Regions from separate parts of the Rattus norvegicus genome. Here region 2 is linked to region 1. Evidence: chromatin contacts called from public Hi-C data. All regions are on one chromosome and are shown on one strand. Each heading gives the region's core, a stretch centred on a gene start, on an enhancer-like site or on the middle of the called end of the contact. The rest is flanking DNA. Distances are from core to core; before and after follow the strand shown. Region 1 holds the start of Fermt2 (FERM domain containing kindlin 2). Region 2 overlaps Ddhd1 (DDHD domain containing 1).

Evidence for each region. Hi-C and Micro-C count contacts between places; a contact is called where the count stands out from the background.
Region 2: a Hi-C map of Schwann cells shows a contact between it and region 1, with 2.8 times the contacts expected there. The contact joins the enhancer-like site here to the promoter of Fermt2 in region 1. A contact is called at or near these places in 1 of 12 Hi-C or Micro-C datasets (Schwann cells) and 1 of 1 datasets of contacts at active chromatin or transcription factors (oligodendrocytes).

Annotation. Positions count from the first base shown.
Region 1 is chr15:21,229,692-21,232,920 of GRCr8, reverse strand. It overlaps Fermt2 (FERM domain containing kindlin 2), which reads left to right and starts at 1,471. Exons shown (of 15, transcript NM_001011915.1): 1 at 1,471-1,555; 2 at 1,894-2,059. The coding sequence starts at 1,903. All of the region lies in intron 1 of Rps10l6 (ribosomal protein S10-like 6), which reads right to left.
Region 2 is chr15:21,310,056-21,313,284 of GRCr8, reverse strand. Ddhd1 (DDHD domain containing 1) reads left to right here. Exons shown (of 12, transcript NM_001033066.2): 10 at 1,095-1,347; 11 at 2,168-2,359. LOC108352894 (a long non-coding RNA gene) reads right to left here. Exons shown (of 4, transcript XR_010058119.1): 3 at 1-3,229. Among named protein-coding and RNA genes, the nearest start is that of Rps29-ps19, 35 kb to the right of the region's middle. Within about 2 kb of position 1,739, at least 22 of the 93 cell types and tissues checked have an H3K27ac peak or open chromatin away from gene starts, as enhancers often do. A contact at or near this core is called in Schwann cells, where this site is marked.

The sequences.
Region 1 (3,229 bases), core at 222-2,721:
TTTTGTTTTGTTTTTTATCTTTTACCCACGCAACTAATTCTCTACATTATTAAAAAACATTCTCCTATATTTTTCCAACAACATAATTTCATCAACGCCGTTTCCACCCTGAACAACACTGTTTCTAAGTAAACCACTCACAAACGTCTACAAGTAGAAATAACTGGAGAGAGGCAAGCTTAGAGAGAGGCATCAGTTTCTCCATGATGACTAGCTAGCGTTAGATGAGTGGTTTCCCTTTTTTTTCCACTCCCAAACCTCTGGCATTTGACTAAGTTTTTCTGCTTTCACTCCCTTACGGGTGTCCACTCCTTTCTGGCGACTGTGCTTTTTCTTTCGATGTTGTATGGATGAACAAAGGGTTGTTTGCGCGGTAGATTTCCCCTTTGAAGCGTGTAGGGCAGTTCAAGAAGTCCAAGACACTTTTTAAAAGCCTGGATCTTTTACAGTGTCTTATCTGACTCTCCCTGACTTGCTGATTCTGAACAGTTCCTTTCAACAGAGTGTAATAGTTAAAGGGAACGTGGAAGTGGGCTGTCGGAGATCGTTCTCTATCACTAGTCAAAGTCTATAACAGGTAAAAGTTCTGTCCTCTGAACACCGGTTCAGAGCTACTTAAATGTCTTCGAGGTGTGTCGGAGGGTGAGGAAGAGAATGTGCGTGCAACCAGAACACTGAGTCCTCTAAGTTGTGGAGGAAAAGTCCCAAATACGCGCAAACAGTTGGCGAGGGTGGAGAAGCGGTCTCGGGTAAGCCACTGCCCGGGGAGGGGGTGGGGGGTGGTCCCCCTTTTCCAGCAGGAGCGCATGGGCCACCCTCTTGGGTCTGGCAGGCATTTGTGTCCGAGGGATTTGTAATGCTCGCCATCTCTCGGGGTCCCGCAGGAGCTGCGGATTGGAGGGGGACCCTGCTTGCCAGGCAACTTTTGTGGCTCATCGCTCCTCTGTCCTTTCTCCTACTCTTGTGGGATGTTCAAGGCAGACATCGTAAAGTTTCTGCATCCCAACTTCTCTCCCTAGCTCCCCGGCGCGGTGCCTTCGCGCCCGGGTTCCACGCACAGGTCCCGGGGTCTGGGAACTTGGCGAGGCTGCTTCTCACGCACGAACCCGGGACCCCGCTGCAGGCGCCGCCTCGGCCCCGCGCGCGCCCCCGCCCCCCTCCCCAGCTCCGCAGCCGAGAGCCCGGATGTTGGATTCCATCCCTGCGCCTGGTCCTTCATTTCCATAAAAGGGCAGCGCTCCGCAGGGCCGAGATTGCGGCCGCCGCCTCCCCCCGCGGCGCTCCCCCGAGGCGCGCGCCGCCCGGGCCCCACCAGAGCGCGCGCGGCCCCCGCGGGAGCGCGGCGGGAGGAGAGCCGGAGAGGAGGGGGCGGAGGCCGGCTGCGGGCGGTACTGCGGGGCGGGGGCCGGGGCCGGGGCGGGGAGAGGGGGTGGGGCGGGGGCCGCGGCGCCGGGACTCCATTAGCCGCAGCGGGAGCCTTCGCTTCCCTCAGAAGCAGCGACGCGGGCGCCGCCGGCCTCGCCTGTTGCCGCGGGAGCCGGGCGGGAGGAGCACGGTGAGGGGCGCAGCGGGAGAACAGAGCGCGGGGAGGACGCGGCGGAGCGGAGCGGAGCGCGGGCCAGCGCAGCGCGGTCACCCGGGCCGGGTGGGGAGGCGCGGAGCGGGCCGGGCGCAGCGGCGGCAGGTGAAGGCGCCCGAGTCCGCTAGGCGGGTGCGGCGGGCGGAGGCCGCGGTCTGGGTGCCGAGGCGCCCGCAACCGGGCCCTCGGGGGTGCGCGCTTAGCCGCGGCTCCTCCGCCTTCTCCCTTGCTGCGGCCGGCGCCGTGGACTCGGTGGGGTTTGTCTTCCTTTGGGGGAGTGACGCTGACGAGAGCCATTTCCTCCGCGCTCGCAGGAAGGAGCCATGGCTCTGGACGGGATAAGGATGCCAGATGGCTGCTACGCGGACGGGACGTGGGAACTGAGCGTCCATGTCACCGACCTGAACCGTGATGTCACCCTCAGAGTGACCGGGGAGGTGCACATCGGAGGGGTGATGCTGAAGTTGGTGGAAAAACTCGGTGAGTAGCACCCCTGATGCCTCCAATGAAGACTTCCCAGAATGAGAGGAGGGGGTGGGGAGGAAAGACGGCGGGGGGAGGGGTGGGATTGGGAGATCCTAGCACCCGGCGTGTGCTGCGCTTAAAATGCGAAATTTGTTGCTATCGGGGCGCATAGACTCGCTCCCCTCCGCGTCCTGTTTGTTATTTTGATTTTTACATAAGGTAGTGATTCGAGCCTACTAAATAGTTAACTGCGGATTCCCGGGACGACTTGTTGAAAGCAACGAGGAGGAGAGTATGCAGGTGAAAGTTGTGAATGTGGTATTACGGGTCTGTAGGTGTTAACGCCTCATACCCTCATTGAACCTGGGTGTGGATGACGCTGTTTATTGGGGAGAGTGTGCACTGGCGTCGGTCGGTATGAAGTTTCTGTAGCTGTACTACGTGATGGAGTGCCCTGAAATGTTCCACTCTGAGCTCTTGCGAGGGGTGGGGCAGTGCTTCACAAACTTGGTATCTGTATTCTGAGTTGGAAGTGAGCTATTTCGAGCATTAAGAAGCCAATGAAAGAACTTCGTTTTTTTGGTGGTTCTTTTTTTCTTTTTTTTTTTCTTTTCAAGCAGACACTAAACTGAGTTGAAGTTGACAGTATTTATTTGAGTACACATGGATACTGGATTGATTCTGCCTCGATTGTAAGCCAGGGCTGTCACCCAGGATATTTGAGAAAATGGCACTACCCATTTTGTGATAAGGCAAACCGTTTTCACCTGGCAGAAGGACCGGACTAGATAAGATGATGATTTTATCGGGAGAGCTTTTATCTGAGGAACAGCTTTCAGACCTGCAAAGTGCTTGCTGCTGTGGGATAATGAAGTGATAAGGTGTTTTGTGTGGGGATGTCTTTTTGGCGGGGTTAGTTGGTTTTAATCAGTATTCATGCTTCAGGCCATCCTGGAAAAGTAAGGAATATTCGTCTCTCAGAAAATATATTTCTTATCAAGGAGGAAGGGGAACTGCCTATTTACCATATAAACTTAAATGAAATAGCCTGATACAATTTGGGAATTAGGCTGATTTCATTTATTAGGTGAATCTACTTAATGCCCCTGCAGGGAATTTAATTATTGGAGGTCTAAAGAGGAGCTCGTTGTACCGCCTCTCAGTAGCAGGGTCCTCCCAGTACTG
Region 2 (3,229 bases), core at 490-2,989, 80 kb before region 1:
CAGGTGTTTAGTGAAGCTGAGGGGTTGTTTATAGACGGACACAGCCTTCAGGCTGGAGTTCAGCCCCGTGGTAAAGTGCATGCGTAGCTTGCAGGAGGAACCTGGTTTGGTTCTCTACCGCACACAACGAATCTGAATTGGCCTTTATTGTAATTGTGTGGTGTCCTTTGAAAGACCTGAAGCTGGTACCAACGGAGCTTTAGAAAGCCCCCTGTGTCTCAGCTCACAACTGCCCTGTATGAGAGAAAGCCCCAGCGAAAAGCGGAAGTAAGCGTCTGCCAAGTGACCGCCCTGCGAGTGTGAGGCTTAGATGTGACCACAGTCACGGCAGTCACTTCTGAGACCAGCATGGCTGTGTGACCAGCATGGCTGTGTGACCAGCATGGCTGTGTTTCGCTTCACCCAGGAGTTCTGTCTTCTTTGAACATCTCAAATTCATCTTTCTGTGTCTGGTGCTGGGATTCGAACCCAGAGTTTCACACGTCCTAGGCGGGCGTCTTGCCAAGCTGCTCTGCTTTATCCTAATGCTCTCGTAATGCCTTGTGCAGACCTGCATCAGCCAGGTTTTACAGACTTGCTCTCCTTTCCTCTAAGACAGCGCTGAGAGCTTTGTGACATAACAAATGGCCGTGGGTTGGTGACAGGTGAGAATCTGAACCACACCACTACTAACAGTTGACTTGCTAGATGCTTCCCTTCCTTGGCTTTCAAGTTAGACTCTTGCTGGAGTCACGTGTTTGAAATCAAGTGTAATAAGGTCTGGGCCGTCATCCACTTCAGCTTTGTGAGTCTGACAAAAGTCCTGTTAGATCATGTCAGAATTAGTAAAACAGTCTTTTTCTCTGAAAATGAGTTAGTAGACACTGGCAGTCAAAGCTAACTCAGTTTTTGTTATTTTTCTTTTGTTTTCATACTCTCATTATTAGGGACGTGTAATTAGACAGCCTCATATATTAACAGAAATGTTTTTCAAATAGCCATTTTTAAAATTCTTGCTCTAAGATTTTTATTCAACAGCTTTAGGGATAAACATTTTACTAAAATCCAGAAATTGTGAATTAATGTCATGTTTCTTTGCATTTTTAAAAATCTAGGCCTACAGATTAGAGCCATTGATTCTGAAACACTACAGCAACATTTCTCCAGTCCAGATCCACTGGTACAACACTTCGAACCCTCTACCTTATGAGCATATGAAGCCAAACTTTCTCAACCCAGCAAAAGAGCCTACCTCAGCTTCAGAGAGTGAGAACATCGCAGCTATCCCGAGCCCTGTAACCTCCCCAGTCTTATCTCGGCGCCACTATGGGGAATCCATAACTAACATTGGCAAAGCGAGCATACTGGGTACGTTGCTCATTCCTTACCTGTCACCCCTTCTGCATGAGCTTCCCTGCTGACTGAAGCAGATTCTCTGACATCCTCTGACTAGACTGATGGAAAAGAAAGGACATTCTGTTGCTCCTTACAGTCTTGGCTCTGTGACTTGCTGAGGGATCCTAAAACTGCTGTTTTATTGCTCTTCTGCATTCTGGGAGCATCAAGGACTCCGATGTCCTCTCAAAGTGAAATTCTTTAGTCCTTTTGCTTCCCTAGGCAATAGGGATATTCGTCTCTCCTCGAGTAACTTTCTGTGCCAGCATAGCACTTGAATTTGCCCTTTGTTTCTGACAGTGTCCTCTTTATAAGTGCCACAAGATGGCACTCTAAGTAGGCCTGAGCTATCAGACTTGCTTGCTAGTTGATGTCATGTGCAAAGGTTACTAGTGGCTTTTTATAGCATAAATTTAGTAAGACGTATACCCATTAATAGTAGGTAGAGTCCCCATGTCAACAGCATGGGTCTTTTGTTAAATATGTTTAATCTTGCCATATACTTCATTATAATGAAGATTGGGATAAAATAACACCTTGGTTGCCTTTGTTGTATATTCCTCTATCTGTAGTTTTAGAATTTATACTTCACTTCTTTTAAACATCATTCTTACTTGAAATCTACAGTAAAATTGGAGTATTTTTAGGTCCCCACCCTGGGGAAGAGTGAGTAGGGCTGAGTCCCTCTGCAGTCGGCTGTAATTCTGGGTGGTGCCCTCCAGGGTGCCGTGAGCAGAGTCAGCAGAGAGCTCAGTCAGCTGAGTGACCGACGGCCCTGTTTTGTGCCATGCAGGGGCTGCTAGCATTGGAAAGGGGCTTGGAGGAATGTTGTTCTCAAGGTTCGGACGGTCCTCCACACCACAGCCGTCGGAGCCATCTAAGGACTCAGCGGAAGAGGAGAAGAAGCCTGTCTCTTCACCCTCCACCACCACCGTGGCCACGCAGACCCTGCCGCACAGCAGCTCCGGCTTCCTCGACTCTGCATGTTAGTCCCACAGTCCTCTGCTTCAGCTCCCTGCTTTATCTCCAGCTCGGGAGGGATGGGGAGGGCGGGCAGAGCAGGAACCCTGTGATCCACACAGGTCTTAGGCATTTTAAAGAAAAGGTAATGTGTTTTAAGAATGTTTTCTAGGGGGGTTGGGGATTTAGCTCAGTGGTAGAGCGCTTGCCTAGCAAGCGCAAGGCCCTGGGTTCGGTCCCCAGCTCCGAAAAAGAAAAAAAAAAGAAAGAATGTTTTCTAGGCATAAGTAAATTAATTTTAAAAAAAGAATATTTTCCAGGCAAGTGTAGTTTTAGTGTCTGCATTGGCAAGTTGCTAGATTAGGACTCTCTGGCACAAGGGTCACAAGACGCTAGGGTAGGCCCCCTAGCTTCTACAAAGTACAATTTTATTAATACGTCTTTAAGTTTCGTGTCACTATTGATGTGTCCTCTCTCTGACAATCTGCTCTGTCCTGCAGCTAACCACACACTCCTATGCAGCTAACCACACTCTCCTATGCAGCTAACCATACTCTCCTATGCAGCTAACCACACTCTCCTATGCAGCTAACCACACACTCCTATGCAGCTAACCACACACTCCTATGCAGCTAACCACACTCTCCTATGCAGCTAACCACACACTCCTATGCAGCTAACCACACTCTCCTATGCAGCTTTATAAGCCCTCCAAGGCAAGGCATTCTATTGGGTCCCACTCTGTCTTCTGTTCCTGCCCTGGTTACCAATGGATAACAGGGGGTTCTATGAGTAGGTACAGGAAGCATTAAGGTGGACTTTTTTCCCAGTAGACTTTAATTTTTTTAAAATTAAACTGTACATAACTGTAAAACACTGGTTTGTCTGTGAACTT